Linked DNA regions of Mus musculus: all the other regions are linked to region 5. The links are chromatin contacts, called in public HiChIP or PLAC-seq and promoter capture Hi-C maps. All regions are on one chromosome and are shown on one strand. The core of a region is the stretch at or near the end of the contact, and the rest is flanking DNA. Distances in the headings are between cores, read along the strand shown. Region 1 holds the start of Cdc7 (cell division cycle 7 (S. cerevisiae)). Region 2 holds the start of Fgfrl1 (fibroblast growth factor receptor-like 1). Region 3 holds the start of Cplx1 (complexin 1). Region 4 overlaps Gak (cyclin G associated kinase). Region 5 holds the start of Rpl5 (ribosomal protein L5). Region 6 holds the start of Tgfbr3 (transforming growth factor, beta receptor III). Region 7 holds the start of Hfm1 (HFM1, ATP-dependent DNA helicase homolog).

Region 1 (2,886 bases), core at 266-2,765, 940 kb before region 5:
CACCGTGAATCTAGACCACCACTGCTGCTGGCAGCCCACACAGTCGGAAGTAAGAGAAGGAAGCTTTGCTCTTTGCCTGCTCCCCTTGCTCTCACTGGCAAGTCCATTTACCCTGATGCTGAGCTGTCATTGGTGTTGGAACCACTCCTTTGGAAGCAAACTGAAGGTCAGAAGCTCTCTAGGAATTCCCTGGGACACCAGCAGCAGATTGGAACTACTGAGACATCCAGCAAAGATACCAGATTCTTTGCCTTTCCATTGTTGGACAACCTGGACCACAGCATGCATGCCACTCTGATAAATAGCACATACACATATATACACATTCACATAAATACATACATTCACACATCTGCATACTCATTCTGTCAATTCTGTTCCTTAAAGAACCCTGACTAATAAAATCAGCATAGAGTTTTGTCATATTTTCTCCATCTGTGCCTTGTGGAAGATTATGAGGTAAATGTATTTTTCATGGGCAAAAGGTAAATTGGGGCTTTCTTGTAAAAAAAAGAACTATCAGAAAACACTACTTATAATTCTTCACTATTAATGCTAAAGTAAAAAAAATATTTGTGGTCTTTCACTGTGTTAACTAATCTAATGAATGGTAATAATACTAACTCCTTAGAAATTCTTTTACTATGTATGTATTTACACACATACACACACCTGTATACCATGTAAACAGATTGTAGCATGAAAATCACAGTTATGATATTCCAGGAGCTAGTAAAAATTATTGATTGAATAAACATGCCTATAGCTGGACACTCTCTCTGGTCTGGGCTAGGCTGCTCTAGTGGAGGTGGACTGTCGTCTAAGAATGTCAGAGCTGGGGTTGTCAAGTTCTGGCTATGGCATGACTCTCGATAGTGGGGTTACCTGAACAAGAGGGGCCAAAATTCCAGCATTGATGGGGTAGGGAATTTCCTGGCCCAGTCCCTTACTGAGGCCCTGGCAGAGCGTAGTTGCCAGGCCAGGAGGGATCATTCTTTTTGGAGATGCAACCGGTGTTAAGAGTCCGATGCATAATCCAGTGGATCACTCCACACCCACGCAATATAGACTTAGTGGGTTACTAAAAGACGCGAAATTGGGATAGCTTTTTGACTGCCTTATTCACCACCGTTATTCGCTCAGTCCCTAAAAACTGGTTTATATCACAACTAAATAAATGATCAACATACATTGCAGCTGGTCTCTACTATAAGATCCTCAAGAACCAGTGGTTAAACTTTTTGTTTTTCGTTGAGAAAAGTAAAACCGGACTCAACCAAGTGCCTTTTACCCGAGAAGTGTCCAGCGTGTTGAGACCACAGTGTGAGGCCGAGAGAGAACGCTAAGGACCGGGCGACGGGACGAGGAATCCCGGGCGCCTTTTTAGTCCTGGGGCTCGCTAACTCAGCAAAGGACCACCGAGCCCTCTCTGCTGCACTCTTCCTTTCCGACCGCCCCGCCTTGAAAAACCACGCCTCTTGCGCAGGCGCCGAGGGCTTCGGAATGCGCATGAGCAATTCAAAGCAGCGCGGGAAGAATCGCGCATGCGCGCCTGGCGGCCCGGCTCAGTGGGACGCTCCTGAGGGAAGCGACCGCGGACGTCCTAACTTCTGTGAACCGTGAGTTTCTGACAGTTTTCCCCCCTGCCGTGGACGGTGAGGGACCGGGGACGAGTTCTTGATCGTGACTTAGGTCGTGTCGCCCTGCGGGCATCCCGCGGCGGGAAGAGGTGCGCCTGCGCACTGAGCTTCCCGTTGGCACTGGCGGACAGTCCGCCCTACGCACTCGCCCAGGGCGGCCCATTCATTCATTTATCCTTCTGTTGGCACCCTGCTGCCCTCGGTCGGCTCCAGTCGAGTGGAGTGTCACGCCCTGGCGAGCGACTTCCTCCCGGGCAAACCGCAGTCCTTCCCCGCAGCCTCCCGGGGATCCCTAGCCGGCTGCAGCCCGCTCCACCTGTCCCCCGCGGGAGTGCTCGCCGCAGGCCAGTGGCAGCGACGCCGCTCCGGCTGGGATTTGGACATATGGTGCGGGTTTTAGTGCTACCTCCTGAAGGGCAGGTGGTTTGGTGCGTGCCTGCTTGGGTGAGCTACTTCGCCCTTCTCACCGTGTTGTGATTTTCACAGCTGCTGCTCTCGCCTGTGCACATGACCCCGTAGCCCGCTCTTTGCATCCCAGTCGTGCGTAGTGGAAGCCTCTTTGGGGACTCAGATGGAGGAGCCAATGGCGTTTTCTTCCCTTCGTGGCAGTGACAGGTGTCCGGCTGATGACTCTTTAAAAAAATATGAGCAGAGTGTTAAACTTTCAGGTATGTGCTCAATGCCACGGTCACACGGTTCTGAAGTCGCACGGGCAGCCAGTCTGCATCTTCTAATTCGAGGAAAGGGGAAAAAAGAAATGTAATTAAATTACACTCCCAGAAATAAACAGAAAAACCACACACACACCTGACTAGTAAACTGAGTTGTATGTTTAAATTTCACATGTCAACATAATATCATGAAGTCTAGATTTAGGATTGGATCGCGTTTTAAGAGGTGTGGAATCCAGTTTTCATTTTAGAGGACGTCGGTTGGGTCCAAATATTAGTGGCTTTTTAGGAAAGCATGTTTGTTGACACCTGACTTTTTTCTTCCACACCCACTGTAGCCTTACTGTGTAAAGTTTGGTTTTAGGAATTGGTGGGGAAGGGATTAAGGATTCATAAACAAAATTCACAGGCAGAAACAAGTGGAATGTTTGTAACGGATACTTTTTTCTTCGTAAAGTGGAATGTAGCTCAGCCGCAGACTCTAGTTTTAGAAGGTGGCTGAAAAGTCCCATATTGTGTACTTTCAGCAGGACATAGAGGTAAACGTCTGTAAACCCAAGGGGAGGTGGAGATCA
Region 2 (2,752 bases), core at 239-2,738, 790 kb after region 5:
AGCATAGAGTAGTGTTTCTCCCTTCCTGGCACACCTGTACTGACACACCTGTCTTTGAACAAGCCTCACTCACCTGTGGTCTCTGCACCTTCCCGTCTAACTTCAATCCATTGCCTACCTTTTTCTGCCCATTGGGCTCATTTGCTTTTAACCTCCCCACACTACAGAGCCACCTCCACACACAACTGCTCTTGGTTGGCAGCAACACAATGTTGTTGCACTACATGCTTCGGTGGCATCTCCTCACAAAACTTTCTGTGGAGCCAGGACCTACTCAGACTAGTCAGGACCCACTCTGTCTGTTTTAAATGCTTTCTGTGACCCCAGTACTAGCCCAAATTCTCTGGTAGCCCAGAGAAAGTTCCATGGGCTGCTTCTGAGACACAGCGTTGCAGTTGAGATGGGTACTTGGACCTTCATGCAGAGGAGACAAGGTTCACCTCCATTTGCCCACACTAGCCCAGAAACAGAATTTGGGGCTAGGAACACTAGGCTATTCCTCGGTTTCATTTTTCTCTGACAGGCTTCCGGAAAGAGGGGGTGCTTCTTAGCTTAGAGAAGAAAAGTTGTTTGGATCAGGGTCCTTGAAAGCGGAGCTTAGGAGTGGTCTCTTGGGAGGCACTACCGGGGCGTCAAAAATTATGGGATTTATGTTGAGAAAACTGGCAAGACTCATGTTTTGATGAATTTTGGCTCTGGTGAGTGAGGGTAGGCAGGAAGCTGTCTGGAGAGATCGCGGGGGATGGATCAGGATGCTGCTGAAGGGAGCTAGTGAGGTTTGGGAAACTCACCAGTCTTTCTGTTTGATGGGTGCAGGGGTACAGCAAGACACTTGCTAAGTAGCAAAGACAAAAGGGTGTGTTGATTACTATCACAAAGCAGGTGAGGTGCAGAGAAGTATCCAGGTGGGCTGTAGGACCCTCTCAGCCTTCCTAAGGTCCTAGGTACAACTAGATGCTCAAGTCAGGGCTTCGTTGGACTCCAGCACTGGAGATCTGCGCCATCTCCCCCCCCCCCCCCGCACCTTACCCCCCCACCCCCACCCCCCCACCCCCCGCCCTCAAACCAGAGCAGCACAGCGGCCTCTCTACTCACAAAAGCTCGAAGGTTCCGTTCAGCTCCCTTCCTCCTGTTTAAAGCCGGGAGTAGAGACAGTGCAGTAACGGCCAGCTCTGGGGGCCAGGGGCCTAGCTGGTGCAGATACCGAGTGGGCTCCGCGGCCATCAGCTGGTCTTCAGGCTAGCGGGACCGCGCGTTCCCAGAGCCCAGGGGCGGGGGCGCGGCGAGGCAGGGCCGACTGGGCGCGCTCCGGGGAGCCGCCAGCCTGAAGGGCAGAAGCACTGCGAGGGTTAAGCAGCGAGCCTGGCGGGCACGTGTGCGGATTGGAGCAAAGTTTCGGGGAGGGGCGGGGAACGGGGCGGACTGGGGCTCGCAGATTGGCCGGAAGTTGTGCGGGGCGGAGCTCAGGGCTGCTCCGCGCTCGCTCCGGGAGAGTTGACAAAGCCCCGCAGGGAAGGACGCCTCGCGGCGCGGCGCCCCGGGCCCCTCGCCCCGCCGCCCCTCTTCCCCGCCCTCGCCAAGCCTCGCCGTTTATCCGCGCGGACAGCGCGCCCCGCGCCCCAGCCCGGCCCCAGCCGCCAGCGCCCAGGTAGCGCCGCCCCGCCCAGGCCGGGCCCGGGGGCGCGGGGGGCGGGATGCGGCGCCCGGGGCAGCGATGACCGCGTCGCGCTGCTCAGGGGCCCGGCTCTGACCCCGTTGCCTGCTGCGCGCCCCCGCGCTGATCCCTGTCGAGGTGAGCCGGGCTGTACGTCCGCGACCCCCGGAGGGAGGGCTGGAATGGGTTAGAGTGCGGGGCGCGAAGGGCAGGGCCGCGATCACTGTGCGGGGCGGGAGCCGGGCTCGCGCCGTAGCTGCTCCTGTGGGGCCCGCGGCCCTGCCCCGCGCCCCGCCCCCCCTTGAGCCCCACGTGGGCCCCCCAGCGCAAATTTGTCCGCTAATGGCGCAGGCGATTATCTGCGGGGCCGCTCGGTGTTGTGTGTCCCGCGGGCAGGGCCCGAGTTACAAGCGCCAGGAATCCAGACGGTGTTTGGAAAGGGGGCGGCGGGGGCGGCTGGTAATTAGTGTAAACCCTTTGTCTGCCTTTGATACGCTCAGCGTCTACGCGCCTCGCTTCCTTTGCCTGGAGCTCGGCGCCGAGGGGGGCCGGACCCTGGCTCTGCGGCCGCGACCTGGGTCTTGCGGGCCTGAGCCCTGAGTGGCGTCCAGTCCAGCTCCCAGTGACCGCGCCCCTGCTTCAGGTCCGACCGGCGAGATGACGCGGAGCCCCGCGCTGCTGCTGCTGCTATTGGGGGCCCTCCCGTCGGCTGAGGCGGCGCGAGGTGAGTCCTGGCGCCCAGTCTGGCGCTTTGGCCTCTGCAGCGCCGCCCCTTTCCCACCAGCCCTGAACTCTGCCACACAGTGCCCGCCTGGCACACTCCTCCCCTCCCTGTCTGCTCCATCGCAGCAGATCCTCCCCCCAACCCCCATCCTTAACCTGAAGTACTGTCGGTTTTACATGCCTCTACCTCACTCTTGGGGTTACCTAGTCACAATCAGATACCCCCAGCTCACCCTCTTTGGCTGACACCTCATGTAAAGGGCCCCAGAATCATTTGACTGTTGGCCTTGCCTAGGTCCTTTCCAGGACAGCCTCATAATCTTGCATAAACACACTTTCAGGTGCATATCTAGATGGAGAGCAGGTGGTTGTCAC
Region 3 (3,028 bases), core at 482-2,981, 650 kb after region 5:
GATTCAAAAGTACTGGGCTGGGGGACTGCCTTAGGCTTGTTCAGAGTGTAAGCAACCATCTGCAGAGCCTGTGCGTGAGGTCAGAAGTGGTCATGCAGCCATGTGTTTTCGTGCCACTGCAGTGGTGGAGACATGTCTCTCTGAGTATCAGGTGTCTGTGTATCGCTGGAGGCCCAAACCCATGCGCCCCCCCCCTTGCCCACCTCCTACCTCCCAGGGCTTGTTTCATCACGAACTCCATGGTGATGGCTTGGTTCCTCAGGAGCCACTCCCGGGGTCAGATTTCACATTCAAGTGTGGTCAGGGTCTTCTGCCTAGAGAGAGTAGGTGGTCATAGGTACCCTGACCAACCTTTCCTGAGACCCTCATCTACTCCTTGCTCTCCTCTCCACTATCCCAAGAGTCTAGGGTGAGAGGCTTTGTTCCCACACCCAGACCAGGATGGCAGGGTTCAGAGCCCAGCCAAACCAACAGTTATCTTGCTTCTTCTGGGGTTTCTGAAGGAAGCTTTTAGATGCCACTGCAGCTCACAACCTGGGGCCACCAGTTACTGGAGACTGGCGCCAGCCTCCTCAAGCGGGGGTGGAGCCCAGGGGGCATTTGAAGGTCAATGCTCCGCTGTAGCACCCAGGTTCTGGCTGCTCAGCCTCCTTGGCAGTTTTGGAGCTGTGGGGCAGGGGTCCCTCTGGGGAAGAATTGGAGAGACAAGTCCATGAATGTCCCTCAGGAAAGGTCCTTATGACTTCTGACTAGTCTCAACTATATCTGTCTCTAGAGAGACTCTGGAGGCCCACAGCAGAACTGGCCCTGGATGGAGTCCCCGTCTTCCAGTGGGAGGGGAAACAGATGACCCACTCCTGCTTCTGCATGGGGTAGGGCAACCCAAGTCAGAATGCCCAGCGTGGACTAAAGTGCCAGCAGCATTTAGAAAGGTGCTTTCTGTAATGCCAACAGCTGCAAAGACATCCCTCTTTGTAGAGTCTTTCCTATCAGGGAACCTGGTCCTGAGGGATCCAGTGTTTCACAGGTTTCTCTCTGCGGAATGAGACCCGAAGGGGTGCCAGGCAGGAAGAGTGTCCGAGAAGCTAGGGGTTCAGGGATGCCTTTGCAGCAAAGCCAATTGCCTTCTAAACTTCTCTCTGTTTCCGGGAATCGGGGGATGGGGGCTCCGCAGGGCCAGCTGTAGAGAGGCTAGGACGCTGCGGAGATTCCGCAAAGACCAAGGCATCCCGTTCTCTCGCGGCCGCCGCACCCTTTGCTTTGCTGGGCGAGGTGCCCGACCGGAGCACGGCCTCAGGCCGGAGCGCGCCAGGGAAAGAAGAAAGAAAGAAAGAAAGAAAAAAGATGCCTATGGGAAAGGGAATCAAGGGCCGTTTCAGCACCTCACGATGGACAGCGCCTTTCAGGCTGAGCAACCTTGGGTCTGAAAGACAAGGAACCAAGAGTAGGGGAACCTAGGATATGGGTAGGAGACCCACGGCTAGAAAGCGGGGATCCAGAAAGGGAAGCCCAGGAGTCGGGAAGAAAACTGGGCTGGGAAGGGGAAAGGAGGGAGCCGGTTAAGGTCGGACTGGCTGCTAGGGCGCCGGTTACCTTCCAAGGTGGACGATCAACAGCAGCGCGCTCTCAGGCCGGCGGGGTCCATGTGGCGCTCTGTGCTGCTGCGGCGGCTGAAGGACACCGCGAGGAGGGCGCGTCACTCAGAGGCGCCCCCGCCCGCGTCCCGCATGACGAGGAGGGCGGGGCTCGGCGGAGGTAGGGGGGGCAGCCGCGCCCCCGGTTCCCAGATCCTGGCCTGGCGCGCGCGACAGCTGCATTAGGGGCCCCTCTTTGGCCTGGGCCACTCTCTCCACACCGGCTTGGAGACCCTCCTGAAGTCCTACTGAAGCGCCCTCCTGAAACGCTGGGAGAATGCAGGGATGGGGTCACCATCCCTAATCTACCAACCACGTTTGCTCCTGACCGGGTTTCTTTGCTCTTTGCTGGCAGGGCGGGAGAAGGCGAGCACAGCCCGAGACCCCCGATCGAGCAAGATAGGCCCACACATCCAGGCTTCTCCGGTGTGCAGAGCCGCCAAATGTGGCTTTGGTGGGATAGAAACCCCAGTCAGTCAGGGACGCCTGAAGGTCACTGCGGACATGGATGGGCGGGGGCTCCTGGGAGACAGCCACAGCCCCGCCTCTAGGCCGCCCCTTCCCCTGGCACCGGGATTTCAACTCTGCGGCAGCTGCACTGCAGAGCCCAGTGGCCACAAGGTTGGCCTGGTATCCCTGCAGTTATCCTGGGGGGCTTCTGTGAGGCAATCGTCTTCGCAGAAGTCAGAGCATGTGGGGACACCTAAGCTGTTTTTTATTCTGGCTAGCCAGGTGGTAATTCCTGACCCGCAGAGTCTAGTGCTGATGGCCATTGCTTTAACTGTTAATGTTCCTCCTGGCTGAGTCATTCTTAAGGATTAGGTTGTTCTTGACCTTCACCCAATTCAGTGAAACTTCTTGCCTCATGAGTATTCCCCCTTCACCAACATTCCAAAGCTGCCCCAGGGTGCTTGGTGGCTTGAATTCGAGGGCTAGGGGTGGGGAGTAAGGGAGGGTCCATTCCAGACTTGCTTTTATCAGTTTTTGTTCCTTTGACCTAGCAGATTCAAAGTAGAAGAGACCAGGAACGGAGCTGGAGTGGAGACAAGAAGAGAAAGTGTTAAGCCCCACACCTTCTGCCCTGACTTCAGCCTGGGGCCCTGGAGTTAAGGATACTGTCTGATCCCACTGGTGAAGTGCCTGCACTGCACACAGGCATATGCCTAGGAGGAGAGGATCATTTAGGAAGTTGGGCATGACTCACATCAGACACAGAAGAGTTAAGTCTCCCAGTGCCCTTCCTACTGGCACTGTCCATCTCAGTTCACCCACCACACTCATGGTAAGGTTGGTTGATGCCCAGAGCCTTGTTCAGGCCCAGGACTGATGTCCTGTGGAATGGGGTCACCTGCACACAGATGTGCCCAGTCTGGCTCATTCTGTGTTTTCGGAGT
Region 4 (2,839 bases), core at 233-2,732, 700 kb after region 5:
GAAAATGGCTCAAATCATAAAAGAAGAGTTCAAGGCCACTTACCCGGTTGTGAAACTTGGAAGCCCGGTATATCCTTGGAGAAAGGTTGTAGACAGCATAATGTCCTGGATGCTTAGCATCCAGAAACATTCGCACATCCTCTATATTGTTTTTGATTGCAGACTCCACACCTTCTGCTGGGAATGACATCACTGAAACAAAGCAGGCCAAAGTTAGACACTAGGGGATTGCCCTCTTGGGCTGGGCTCACCTCCCAGCCAGGTAGCTGGCCAAACATAGGCTCTTCTCATCCTCTTAAAGTCTCCCATCCTATGTAGTGGGATGTATATAAACTACAGTATGAGAAACATTACAAAGTTAACTACAGATGTCTGGGAGAGCTTTCCCAGTTACCTGATATACACCATGGTCTTTAGGAACACCAGCTTTTCTCATTATAGTTTGCCTAGACTATCTCGTTTTAAATGTATATGGTCCTACCATTACTCTCTCTGTATCCTCAGAGTTCCAGTCATGCCAGAAGCTGACACTGGCCTTGTCTTTTTCACTGACCAGGAAATATGCTCAATATATGTAACCTACCCTCCACTCTTGGGGTAATTCTCCAGGTCAAACCTCAGATGGATCCATGGCTATCAAAGAAGCTAAAGAGGCACCTTGCACCTTGGCTACTTCCACTGATCCTTTGTCTACATCCCCTACAGATGTCTATCATCCAATTAGACATACCTGCAATCCTGGATGTGATGTAAGATATGTCCAGATCACCCTTTGCATAGCTGGAATAGAAAGAACACTCAATTGGAATGGAATTGAATGGAATGGAACACTTAGCTATAAAAACTTTAAGAAGAGCCTATGTCCTAGAATACTGAGGCAACCTTGCTTACAGGTTGTATCCTCTAAGTAGTGTGCATGTGCATGTCTTGTGTAAGACTGCTGTGTAAGCTGACAACCAATGAAAAGTGGAATAAAAGCAGAAGAGAGCAGCCCATGGAAAAGCTCCGGCCATCTTTTGCTTTCTGAAGTGTTCTCCAAGGCAAAAACATTGAGGGCTGATCCTGACCAAATAGTAACTGAAGCAGAACAGTAAGTAGCATCAACCATTGGTCCCACTGCTCCAGGGGACTGGATAGGAACATAAGAGAGCACACCCTGTGCCCTATGAAGATCCGAAAGGAGACAGAAGACACTGCTGGAGGGGAAAAAAAAAAGACATCCCAAATGACCAAGATATATTACTGCTCATGGCCACCAAAAAGTCTTAGAAACCAATCCCCTAAGTTGGTTTACACAACTGAAAAAAATATAGATCAAAATCTAACTAATTTTGCAAGAACTTGGCAAACTTATTCAACAATTCCTCTCAAAAAACCAGTTATGCCAGAACAGCCACGTTTCCTTGGAAAGGAGGGAGGTGGGGGTGGGGGGTGAACATTGTTGCCTAAGTATTTTGAGTACTACACTATAGCTGGGCAGTGAGGTCAGACAGGAAAGTCAGAGACAGAGCTGAGGTAGGCACACTTGGCATCAGCAGAGTCACCATGGGGCCATTACAGAGAGCCAGGTGGAAAAAAGAACAGACATACACTATACATTCACTGAAGTAAAATCTGATTAAGGCAATCTTAACACCTTAAAATGTCATTTGAACCTATTTAAGTCAGGTTCACTTCGGTTACACAGGACTCCCTGAGACATAAACCAGGACGTACTAAAATGCAGCTTTATCTGGTGCTAACATTTCTGTGGCGAAAGGCAGTTAAACAGACAAGCCACAGATCAGAACTAACTAGTTCTAATCTATTTCTTCACAAAAACAATTAATAACCCAGTAGTATCCAAGATACCAGATATCAGTGATATTTGTCTTTAACTCTGAAGGTAGAGACAGATTTCAGACCAAGGCCAGCCTTGTCTACATAGTGACTTTCCAATCAATCAGGGCCATAAAGGTAAAGAGTGCAGGCTGCAAATATGCAGCAAATGGTGGCATGAAAAGAACCTAGCTGTCCCTCAAGGAAGACAAGTGTGCCCAGCATCAGGTCAGGTATAGGAAAGCAAACCTAAGACACTTGGTACACAATGGGTACTGAGTATCACTTAGGGCTCTACACAGTATACTTTAACCTCTAACCCACTTAAGAAAAATCCAGGGACCCTGACAGTTCATCTCTGGGCACAGGTTCAAGGGTATACAAATTAGAGTTGTACTCAGCACAGACAAGAGTAGCCCAGACCGTGGCTTCTAGGACATGAAGCAGCTTCAGGCAACCAAGACAACCTGAAGCGATCAGTTCTGCCACCTGTCACCAAACTTGGGCACCTTCATTGATATAGTCAAACAATGATGTGTTTGCTGCTACATGTAAGTCCATTTAATAAACATAGGAGTTTATGGAACTCTTATCAGCCATGTCTACTCTGTAATCCACAGGCTATATGCAGCCTCAAAGATAGTTATGCATAAAGCTCGACACAAAAATCATAAACTTACTTAAAACATCACGAGTTGCTTCAGTTTTAAAGTTTATTATAGACTAATAGTTGTAAGAAAGAGGGCCATGCCATTTGAGTTAGGCATGGAGGTCAGGAACATGGCAGACAAGCAGGCATATGGTGGGAAGTGAAGCCTTTGAGAAAGTGAAAAAAGCCCAAAGTACTACAGAAAGCTTTGGAAAACATCTGAAAGTAGGAAAGAAGGAAAAGTTATGCCTAAGTCTATATTCAGAAAGATGGGCAGACCCAAGAGAACCAAAGGGTGACACTGGAGTAACTGCCTCACTAGACCTTTTGCAATGTGGACTAAATAACTATTAGATTATTGGCTTTTCTGTC
Region 5 (2,980 bases), core at 425-2,924:
TATTGATTGCTGCTGCTGACCCACACACTTCTAGGGGATTCGGCTTCAACCTGGAATCTCACCACAGGAATGCTGGGATTACAGGTACATACTCCATTCCTGGCTTTCCATAAGGGTTCCGGGGGTCTGACGTCAGTACATCAGGTTTGTATAGCAATCACTTTTACCTGCTGAGCTATCCATAAAAATACAAATATTTTTAAGGAGTCCCACTGCCCCTCCAAAATCTGAGCACCAGTGTCATAAAATGCTATTGCTAAAAATAATTGGGTACACAGAATTTGGGGAAGCAACTTTGTTTTGTTTTTTCTTTTCTTTCTTTCTTTTCTTTTCTTTTTTTTTTTTTTTTTTTTTGTTTCGTTTTGTTTTTTGAGACAGAGTTTCTCTGTGTAGCCCTGGCTGTCCTGGAACTCACTCTGTAGACCAGGCTAGCCTTAAACTCAGAAATCCACCTGCCTCTGCCTCCCGAGCGCTGGGATTAAAGGCGTGCGCCACCACGCCCGGCTAGGGAAGCAATTTTCAAATTGCATTCTCATTGACTTTGGTTTTCCGAGACAGGATTTCTCTGTGTAGCCCTGGCTGACCTGGAACTCACTTTGTAGACCAGGCTGGCATCAAACTCAAATCTGCCTGCCTCTGCCTCCCAGGTCGTGCACCACCACTGCCCGGCTCTCAGACTTTTTTTAGACTTTCTAAAGCTCTCAGCCTTATAACTGTTCTTTCACGTGTTTAAATAATTGTTTGTATGCATTTCTTTTCCTTCAGGCAGCCCAGGCTGGCTTCCAATTCACTAGGTAGCCTAGGCTAGCCTTGCACTTTCTGATTCTTTTTCCTCTCCCTTCTAAGTACTGAGGCTGCAATTCTTAGCTGCACACCCAGTCCTAAAAAGAAACTTCTTGAGGAAGGGGACTAAGAGTGATGGAGGAGGCGGCGCTCATAATGTCAGGAATTCTGGGGACAATGGAAGCATAAAGGCAACAGGAGAGTGCAGTGGGTTTTGTTTTGTTTTCACCATGTAACAGGTAACTAAGAATTGACTGGAGGTCAGCACTCTGAGAAGTGCTGGAGAATGAAAAGTATGCTTGAAGCAGATGTCAAGATGCTATGCAAAGGCAGAAGAGTCTCTTCTAACTCAAACTTGAGGCTCTGAGGCTGAGCTTCCCGGCGGCCCTGTGTGCTGGGAATTCCGAAATATATATTCCAGAAGTGAGTCAAGTCATGGAGAAGGCAAGATTTCAGCATAGGCAAATTCATGTATTTAACTTAATTTTTACCCCCTCCTGCTTAGAAAAATAATTATATAAGTGTGGTGTGTGTGCGTGCATGCCGAGCGTGTTTTTAAAAATGTCCTCCTGCCCGGTAGTGGTGGCACACGCCTTTAATCCCAGCACTTGGGAGGCAGAGGCAGGCTGATTTCTGAGTTCGAGACCAGCCTGGTCTACAGAGTGAGTTCCAGGACAGCCAGGGTCACACAGAGAAACCCTATCTCGAAAAACCACCCCCCCCCCAAAAAAAAAAAAAAAAAAGTCCTCGCAAAAAGCCTCTATTTCCCTTTCTCATCGCCCATCCTCCATGCTCGTTGAGAGGAGGAAGATGACATTCATCCTCCTACCGGCAGGGGGCGATAGCCCGCGCATCTTGAGGCCTACAGCCACTCTTTCTCACGTCGCTTGCGTGCTGGTGGTGCTACATACTGCGCATGCGTACGTGACTCCGGTCTTTTTCCCCCTTAGCGCGGCCGACTCTGCAGGTCTGCGTGGAGCCGCGGTTGCGGGTCTCTATTCCGCAGGATGGTGAGTGGGCATCTGGGTCTCAGGCCCGTGCGTGCACCGGGGTGCCCCCTCCTCTCGCGGATGCCCGCTCGGGGTCGGCTCGTGCGACCCGGGGGGCAGATGGCATTCGATTCCCGGCTCTGCGCCCGCCGTTCCAGCGTGGCCTAATGGCTGCCGGGTGCCAGCCGGGGGAGGGGCCGCGGCGGAGGGTGCTCGGGACGAGGCTTCCGAGTCCGGCTGCCAGCCGCAGTTGTCTCCGGGGTCGTCAGGAGGCCGTGCCACGGAAGCCCGAATCCCTCGGCCTCGCACAGAGCCCTGAAGCCGGGAGTGTCTGTCAGTGGAGGCCGTGGCGCTGCTGCGTCCCGGAAGGGATGTGGCGGCCCCTGGCTCTTCCTGGCCAGAGTCTGGCCCTGTTTTCAGAGATTTGCTGAGATCGGACTTGAGAGGTGGGGTGCAGCTCTTCATTTGCGAGGAGTAATTGTAGATCGTACTCTGCCATTTGAGCCCGGTTTAGGCAGGGAGGAAGTGAGCGCCGAGTGGTTGAACTTTCTCGGTGAGGTGTGCAGTTGTCGGCACAGATTGGCTCCGGTGTAGGTGATACATCCCGGCGGTTTGGCGTAGGGATCGATCAGTGGTACAGGAATTGAAAGATTGTTTAAAGGCAGTACGAAAATGTCTTTGTACCTGCAAGTTGTAGTAAGGAGCCTGCAGTTGTGGATGGAGCGACTTGGGTCGGTGCCCTATTCCGCCCAGCCATCTTTACGTGTTTTCTGAGGCTTAGTTAGGTGTGTTTGGCGAAGAGAACCAGTGCAACAGCAGTTCTCCATCTGGTTCTTAACCCATCTGTCAGATATTTGTATTAACGATGAATAACTACAAGATTAAATTAACGAAGCAGCAACGAGATTTATGGTTTGGGGAAGGGTCACCACAGCATGAGGAACTAACCTTATTAAAGGTTGAGCACTGCACAACAGCGATTCTTGTTTCCGGTCAGCTTAGAAACATGCTATAGAAGTTGACACTTGTAATAATTTGCTTTTGAAACTTGGGCATGATTTTGTTACATAGTTAAATAAAAAAATACAGACCAAAACCCAGGTGGTTCTTGCCTATTAATTCGGCGCTCAGAAACTACCAAATGCTAGGTCATGTTGGGCTACATAGTTGGCCTGTATCAAAAGAAAAAAGTCATGGGACGAAACAAT
Region 6 (2,717 bases), core at 141-2,640, 610 kb before region 5:
ACATACAGGGAGGGATCAATATATTCCCGTTTTAGTACCCCAAAAGGACCTGCTGAGCTCTCCCTAAAATTACCCGCTACAATCTAAAGGGCCATTCCCTGGATATTAAAGGATCCCGATATGGGTTTTTTTGCGTGTTGGTACCCTCCCAAACCGCTCACTTCTTCGAAGAAAGAAGAAATTTTAAATTGGCTGGTTCTTTATCTCAGTCTGACACTCACGGGATGCCTATCCTCGCGGCTCTCCTGTCACAGCAGGGCGCAGCACGAGGCGCTAACACCTGTGCTGCGCTCCGCACGGTCCCAGTCAGAAACATCTGTGCACTCCTCCAAACCGCACAGCCACCTTGGGGGACCGTGTCCTCCCAGTTCACGGTTAGCGAGTAGGGCAACTGTTTGCACCAACACCTAAGCCGTGATACTTGCGGCTTGTCACTCCAGCTGTCTGCACTCCTATCCGGTGCGGGAAGGTGGGACAAATGCCCCAATAAGCCCAACTCTACAAGCGGATTCCTCTAGCAACATCCAAGAGTTTCAAGTTTGTCCCAACCAAGTTCACAAATCGTAGGGAGCCTCTACCATCAGCGGGAGCGCCACAAGGTTAACCCGGGAGCGTCCTTCACAGCGTTTTCGGGACTGACTCCCCGAGCCAGGGCGCGGCCAGCGGGGACCCAGGACTGGCGTTGGCGCGCGAGTCCCGCGGCCGCGGCCTCTGCTACCCATCATGGTCGAGTGCCCACCCACGCTGTCACGCGCCAGGAGCGCAGTGGCCTGCAGCCCCGCACGGGACTAGGAAACCGTGGAGAGGAAGAGCGAAAGCGGGTGTGGGGAACTCCTCCCCGGCGCTGCCCACCCGGGACCGCAGCGGATCCCGGTTCCGCTCAGCGTCAACCCTGCGGGACCAAAGCCAGGTCCCAGCCTCGGGGTCCTGGATGGCCAGAGCAACCCCGCAAAGCAGGCACCGACCCGCACTACGCAGCGTGCACAGCCTCTGATAGGGCGCCAAACCGCACGTACCTCGCAAGCGGTGTGTCCAGGACCGGTCGTCCAACGCGAGGTGGGGGAGTAGCCCAGACGAGTCCCCGCGCCCAGCGCGCGCAGGCGGCCGCGAGCTCAGCAGCCGCAGTTCAACTGCGCCATCCGGACCCCGCCGGGGACTTTCACCTCCTGCCGGGAGCTCGCGGAATCGCGCAGCGAAAGTGGCCTGGAAGGACAGCAGCCCGCTTCTCCCTCTCCACCTCTCTCTCTCTCTCACTGCCAGGGAGGAGGAAAGTGGCGCTCGGCGTCCCCGAAAGCCTGGATCACCCCCATCAGGCCCGTGCGGCGCCCTAACTCGGCCGCGCACACGCGCGGGCGGGGTCGGGCGCGCAGCCACAGCAATCAGCGAAAGGGGGGAAGGGCACCGCGGGCCTCGGGGGCTCGGCCGCCTAGAAACTCCTCCTCCTGCCCCTCCTCTCCTCCTCCTCCACTGCTGATGGATGAGCCTAGAGAGCTTGCTCCAGCCTGTGCTTCCCTTCGGGCAGAGAAGGCTGGAGCTGTAAGGATAGAAAGGAAGTCGGGTGTGTGTGTGTGTGGGGGGGGGGGGGGGGGGTTCGGCCCGAGATGGGATGACAGCTGGGCATCCCCGGCCTGGAAGAAGTGTGGAGTACCCGGGATGTGGCGCGCACTGCGAAGACTCGCTGCCTTTCCCTAGATCCTTCAAACTACCAGGGCCTTAGGAGAAGATAGTTTTATTGGATTCCTGGTTGTTGATATAAAAATTCCTTTAAAAAAAATCTCAGAGAAACCCATTCCCACATCGAAGCCCCATGCACACATTCATTCTGCCCCAGTTTGGTTTTTCTCCAGTTTCGGTTATCTAAAGATATGCTCTTGTGGTGTGGTCAGGGTCTCTTACTTTCTACAGCCTAGCTCAAAGTGCCTTCTCCAGCTGCTGAATTAAAGTGCCTTCTCCAGCTGCTGAATTCCATTCCTACGGTTTCCCCGCGGCCCTCTGAACACAGGATAGGCGAGCACACAGGGTCCTGCCTGCATGAATGTGCTTTGCAAGAGTTGAATGCAGCTACTTCAGTCACCAACACAAATCTGGCACTGTTTACGCTTCACTTTCTATTAAAAGGTGAATTGCCCATTGGGGCTATAGCTCGGTAGTAATGTATTTGCCCAGCATACACAGAGCCCTGAGTTTGAGCCCCAGCACCACATACAACCAAGTACGGCAGAAGAATCACAAGTTCAGAACCAGCCTTGGCCAGAGTAGAGGTCAGAAGACAACTTTCTCCCTTTCCTCAAGTAGGGCCCAAGAATCCATCTTTGGTGCATTTCTTCAGGGTTGGCAGCAAGCACCTTTATCCATGGAATTCTGTCACCAGTTACTTCACGGGAAACTCTACAGGTGCCACAACAGATGGAGTGACTGAAGTGTCTGGTTCAAAGACAAGTTTCCAGTCTTGACAGCTGCTGGATCGTCAGGGAACCTTTGCACAAATGAGTAGCCCAGCTAGACTTTTGTAATTTTAAGTTTTTAAAGCCTATTTTTAATGATGTTTCTTAAACACTTTAACCTCCCTTCTTGCCCACCACCCTCCAGAGAAGTAGGAAAAACCAAAGGATATGGGGAAGTAGACCTGTTTAGAAAGGTTCTTTGGAGCAACTCCCATCTGTGTTGTCTGGAAATCTGTAGTTCAGTTCACAGGTTTGAAGAGACAGTTGGATCCA
Region 7 (2,700 bases), core at 179-2,678, 970 kb before region 5:
TTCAGAACTATATTTTAATCAACAAAAGGTTAATAAAGTAAAAGGCATCAAACCATGTTTCTAGAGCTCTGCTACCTCAGAATGTAAATGATTTTAATACTAACATGTCTGATCTAATTTTTCATTCTAAAAGAAAGTGAAACAAATTAAAACTAATTTTAAATGTTACCCTGTACAAAAAGACCTCCCATGCACACAGTAGCAAGAACATTTTTCTGGTTTTAGTATAATAGTCGGTATAACTTTAGTTCAGAATAAAAACATCACATATATATTTTAATTCTGATGTACTCCAATGGGGGGAAAACTCTTTATCCAAAATTGTGCATCTCTCCATCTTGTATTCTTAGCTTTTTAAAAAACACTCACCTGTAATTGTTACTGTGTGTTTAGTTTATCTTTCTCCCTAGAAAGCAAAAAAGGGATGTTTGTTTCTTCTTCTTAATGTGCTTCAATAACCTGGAACAGTTCCTGGCATAGAGAAGATAACCCATAAAAATTCATTTTGGAATGAGTGCACTAGCAATCAATTTATAAAATAATTCTAAATAAAGCAATTTTAGTCAACTGATTTCCCTCAGTTAAGTTTGAATTTTTTATTTTTCTAGCTGGACTCTAAAAGATGGTGAATTTGGAATTTTCATGATGTAAATAAATACTTTTAAAAAACCATCCCTAAAATAAACGTTACATTTTGATGTAAGGTGATAACTTTTTAATTAAAGTTTTAAGTTTAGATATTCTAAATTTGTCTCAAAGTTCTTATTTCAGAGCCTCGCATAGTGGTACAAGCTTATAGTTCAGCCCTGGAAAGGTGGAGGCAGGAGGATCAATTTAAGGCCAGTCTCAGCCAAGGTCAGCTTGGGCTACATACACACACACACACACACACACACACACACACACACACACACACACAAAACAGGTCTCACCGTGTAATACAGAAATATAGTGCAAAATTCTGTAAGTGATATCGCCCCAAGTATTTTTAGAGTCCACACTGCGACCTGTTTTGTATGGCTTGTGGCTTGTAGAAGTAACACACACCTTTCTGTATTTCTGACAACCTTAGTATCTTATTCTCTATGATCTTTTACTTGTTGTATAAAAGTACTGGACAGCGGTTTCCTTATAATTTTTGCAACTGAAAACATACTTAAAGGCGAGTGGCTCCCAACAGCAACCCCAACAGTTGGGAGGTGGAAGATGAAGCTAGGCAGGGATAGCCTAGGCTACAGAGTGGGGACCTGTCTCAAACAAACTAGTACTTATGTCAGAAGCGCAGACGTCCACGCATAACAACCAACCCGTCAGAAATCATCCGCCGGTGCAGAGACCCAGGCCCAGCGACCACGCACCACAACTGAGCGCGAGGGGAGGACAGCGGACTAGAGAACAGACCGGCCCGGCGCGCTCCGGGCGGGAGGCTGAGGCGACGCGCATGCGCGCCTTCCCCGCCGCACCTCCGACCCCCGCACCGCACGGTGCGCCTCAGGCCTCAGGCCGCGCTCCCTGACGGGAATGTGTGGGAGACGCCCGCTCGCTCGCTCGCTCGCCCGCTGAGGGCGCCCGGCTGCCCGGCCCGGTGGTCCATACCCCACGCATCCCCTCCCCATCCCTCGCACTTCCCTCCCCGTCACGCGCCTCCTTCCCCACCTCCTCCCTCCCCGCACGCGCTTCCCTACCCACCCACCCTACCTCCCTCCTCTCCCCGGCCCCGCCACTGCTCGCTCACCGAGCCCCCCACGCGCCCACGCGAGGCGCGCGCGTCCCGCCCAGGCCACAGCCACCTGCCGGGGGGAGGGGGGCTGAGTCGAGCGCCGATTTACCGACCCTTCGAACGCCCCCCAAGCCCGGCTTAGTCAAACGCCTAAGAATGGATCGGCAACCCCCAGTCCCCTTCCCAGCCCAACTGTTTCCTTCAGAGATGTGTGGTTGGTTTTGATGGGCGCACCGCTAATCATTAAATAAATATCTTACCTTGGGGGTCCTCTACTGCCAGGCATTAGCTAGGCCGCAGCCCTGGAACCTCCATTTTCTTCCTACCTAAGTGTCTAATTTAAAATGGCACCCATTAGGTCACTGTTGAGCTACAAGACTGAGTTTAAACATTCTATCCAGAGAGGTCAGGAAATACATCTGATGTAAATATTTGATACCAAATATCAATTATTTATTTCCAGAGCGTGCCTATGCCTGGCCCCCAGCTCTTCTTTCTACACTCTATTTCCCTTAAGCAGACATTGACATTGTGTTTCGTTGTTTAACAGTACGATTAGAAAAAGTGTATGTTTAAAAACTTCAAGCAGATCTCTGCTGTATTTGAAGCATCTATTGTTAATTAGCGTGTATATATTTAAAAAAACACATACAAAGTGCTTTTTTTTTTCTATTGACTTAACGCGCAAGTGGCAGCTTTGCCCACCATACAAGTCATCTGCGCAGATCGCATAAAACACAGCAGCCTCTGAGCAATTCTGAGGCTTGTTAATGTTTTATTTCCCACAAGTGAGCACCCAAGCCACGATAGGCTCTGAATTTTCCCTTCCACAGAGCTTGCTGGGCACACCACAGGTCCTGGCTTCTTGGCCTCTGAGAGAACTAAGCTCTGCTGCTGGGAAGTCTCGCTCCTACACGTGCTCACCTCTGTACTCAGAGCAGAGGCAGAGCTGAATAACCCCTTCAAACCACAAAACTAAT

What was found. Promoter capture Hi-C pulls out the DNA fragments that hold promoters and counts their contacts. HiChIP or PLAC-seq counts read pairs in DNA pulled down with a chosen protein or histone mark. Capture Hi-C pulls out chosen DNA fragments and counts their contacts.
Region 1: an H3K4me3 HiChIP or PLAC-seq map of craniofacial prominence shows a contact between it and region 5, with 5 times the contacts expected there. The contact joins the promoter of Cdc7 here to the promoter of Rpl5 in region 5. A contact is called at or near these places in 7 of 39 promoter capture datasets (the 3T3-L1 cell line, 3T3-L1-derived adipocytes, the HPC-7 cell line and 4 more) and 3 of 115 datasets of contacts at active chromatin or transcription factors (craniofacial prominence, embryonic stem cells and large pre-B cells).
Region 2: a promoter capture Hi-C map of liver shows a contact between it and region 5. The contact joins the promoter of Fgfrl1 here to the promoter of Rpl5 in region 5. A contact is called at or near these places in 1 of 39 promoter capture datasets (cranial neural crest) and 1 of 9 other capture datasets (liver).
Region 3: a contact with region 5 is called in an H3K27ac HiChIP or PLAC-seq map of large pre-B cells, with 2.9 times the contacts expected there. The contact joins the promoter of Cplx1 here to the promoter of Rpl5 in region 5. A contact is called at or near these places in 4 of 39 promoter capture datasets (cranial neural crest, embryonic stem cells and liver), 1 of 115 datasets of contacts at active chromatin or transcription factors (large pre-B cells) and 1 of 9 other capture datasets (liver).
Region 4: a promoter capture Hi-C map of pre-B cells shows a contact between it and region 5, with 2.0 times the contacts expected there. The contact joins the enhancer-like site here to the promoter of Rpl5 in region 5. A contact is called at or near these places in 13 of 39 promoter capture datasets (the 3T3-L1 cell line, 3T3-L1-derived adipocytes, the C10 cell line and 8 more) and 3 of 9 other capture datasets (adipose tissue, liver and pancreatic islet).
Region 6: a promoter capture Hi-C map of adipose tissue shows a contact between it and region 5. The contact joins the promoter of Tgfbr3 here to the promoter of Rpl5 in region 5. A contact is called at or near these places in 2 of 39 promoter capture datasets (liver and pre-B cells), 1 of 115 datasets of contacts at active chromatin or transcription factors (pro-B cells) and 1 of 9 other capture datasets (adipose tissue).
Region 7: an H3K4me3 HiChIP or PLAC-seq map of pro-B cells shows a contact between it and region 5, with 6 times the contacts expected there. The contact joins the promoter of Hfm1 here to the promoter of Rpl5 in region 5. A contact is called at or near these places in 4 of 39 promoter capture datasets (the HPC-7 cell line, cranial neural crest, hippocampal neurons and 1 more) and 1 of 115 datasets of contacts at active chromatin or transcription factors (pro-B cells).

Annotation. Positions count from the first base shown.
Region 1 is chr5:106,962,807-106,965,692 of GRCm38.p6, forward strand. It overlaps Cdc7 (cell division cycle 7 (S. cerevisiae)), which reads left to right and starts at 1,516. Exons shown (of 12, transcript NM_009863.3): 1 at 1,516-1,619; 2 at 2,127-2,308. The coding sequence starts at 2,212.
Region 2 is chr5:108,692,741-108,695,492 of GRCm38.p6, forward strand. Fgfrl1 (fibroblast growth factor receptor-like 1) reads left to right here and starts at 1,489. Exons shown (of 7, transcript NM_054071.2): 1 at 1,489-1,792; 2 at 2,155-2,378. The coding sequence starts at 2,312. Gm42151 (predicted gene, 42151) reads right to left here and starts at 1,326. Exons shown (of 2, transcript NR_168910.1): 1 at 1,096-1,326.
Region 3 is chr5:108,548,296-108,551,323 of GRCm38.p6, forward strand. It overlaps Cplx1 (complexin 1), which reads right to left and starts at 1,732. Exons shown (of 4, transcript NM_007756.3): 1 at 1,594-1,732; 2 at 211-314. The coding sequence starts at 241.
Region 4 is chr5:108,598,724-108,601,562 of GRCm38.p6, forward strand. It overlaps Gak (cyclin G associated kinase), which reads right to left. Exons shown (of 28, transcript NM_153569.2): 12 at 731-780; 13 at 44-192. Among named protein-coding and RNA genes, the nearest start is that of Gak, 30 kb to the right of the region's middle. Within about 2 kb of position 1,483, at least 6 of the 459 cell types and tissues checked have an H3K27ac peak or open chromatin away from gene starts, as enhancers often do.
Region 5 is chr5:107,898,854-107,901,833 of GRCm38.p6, forward strand. Rpl5 (ribosomal protein L5) reads left to right here and starts at 1,675. Exons shown (of 8, transcript NM_016980.2): 1 at 1,675-1,793. The coding sequence starts at 1,791.
Region 6 is chr5:107,288,239-107,290,955 of GRCm38.p6, forward strand. It overlaps Tgfbr3 (transforming growth factor, beta receptor III), which reads right to left and starts at 1,391. Exons shown (of 17, transcript NM_011578.4): 1 at 1,017-1,391.
Region 7 is chr5:106,924,462-106,927,161 of GRCm38.p6, forward strand. Hfm1 (HFM1, ATP-dependent DNA helicase homolog) reads right to left here and starts at 1,429. Exons shown (of 40, transcript NM_177873.3): 1 at 1,308-1,429; 2 at 370-471.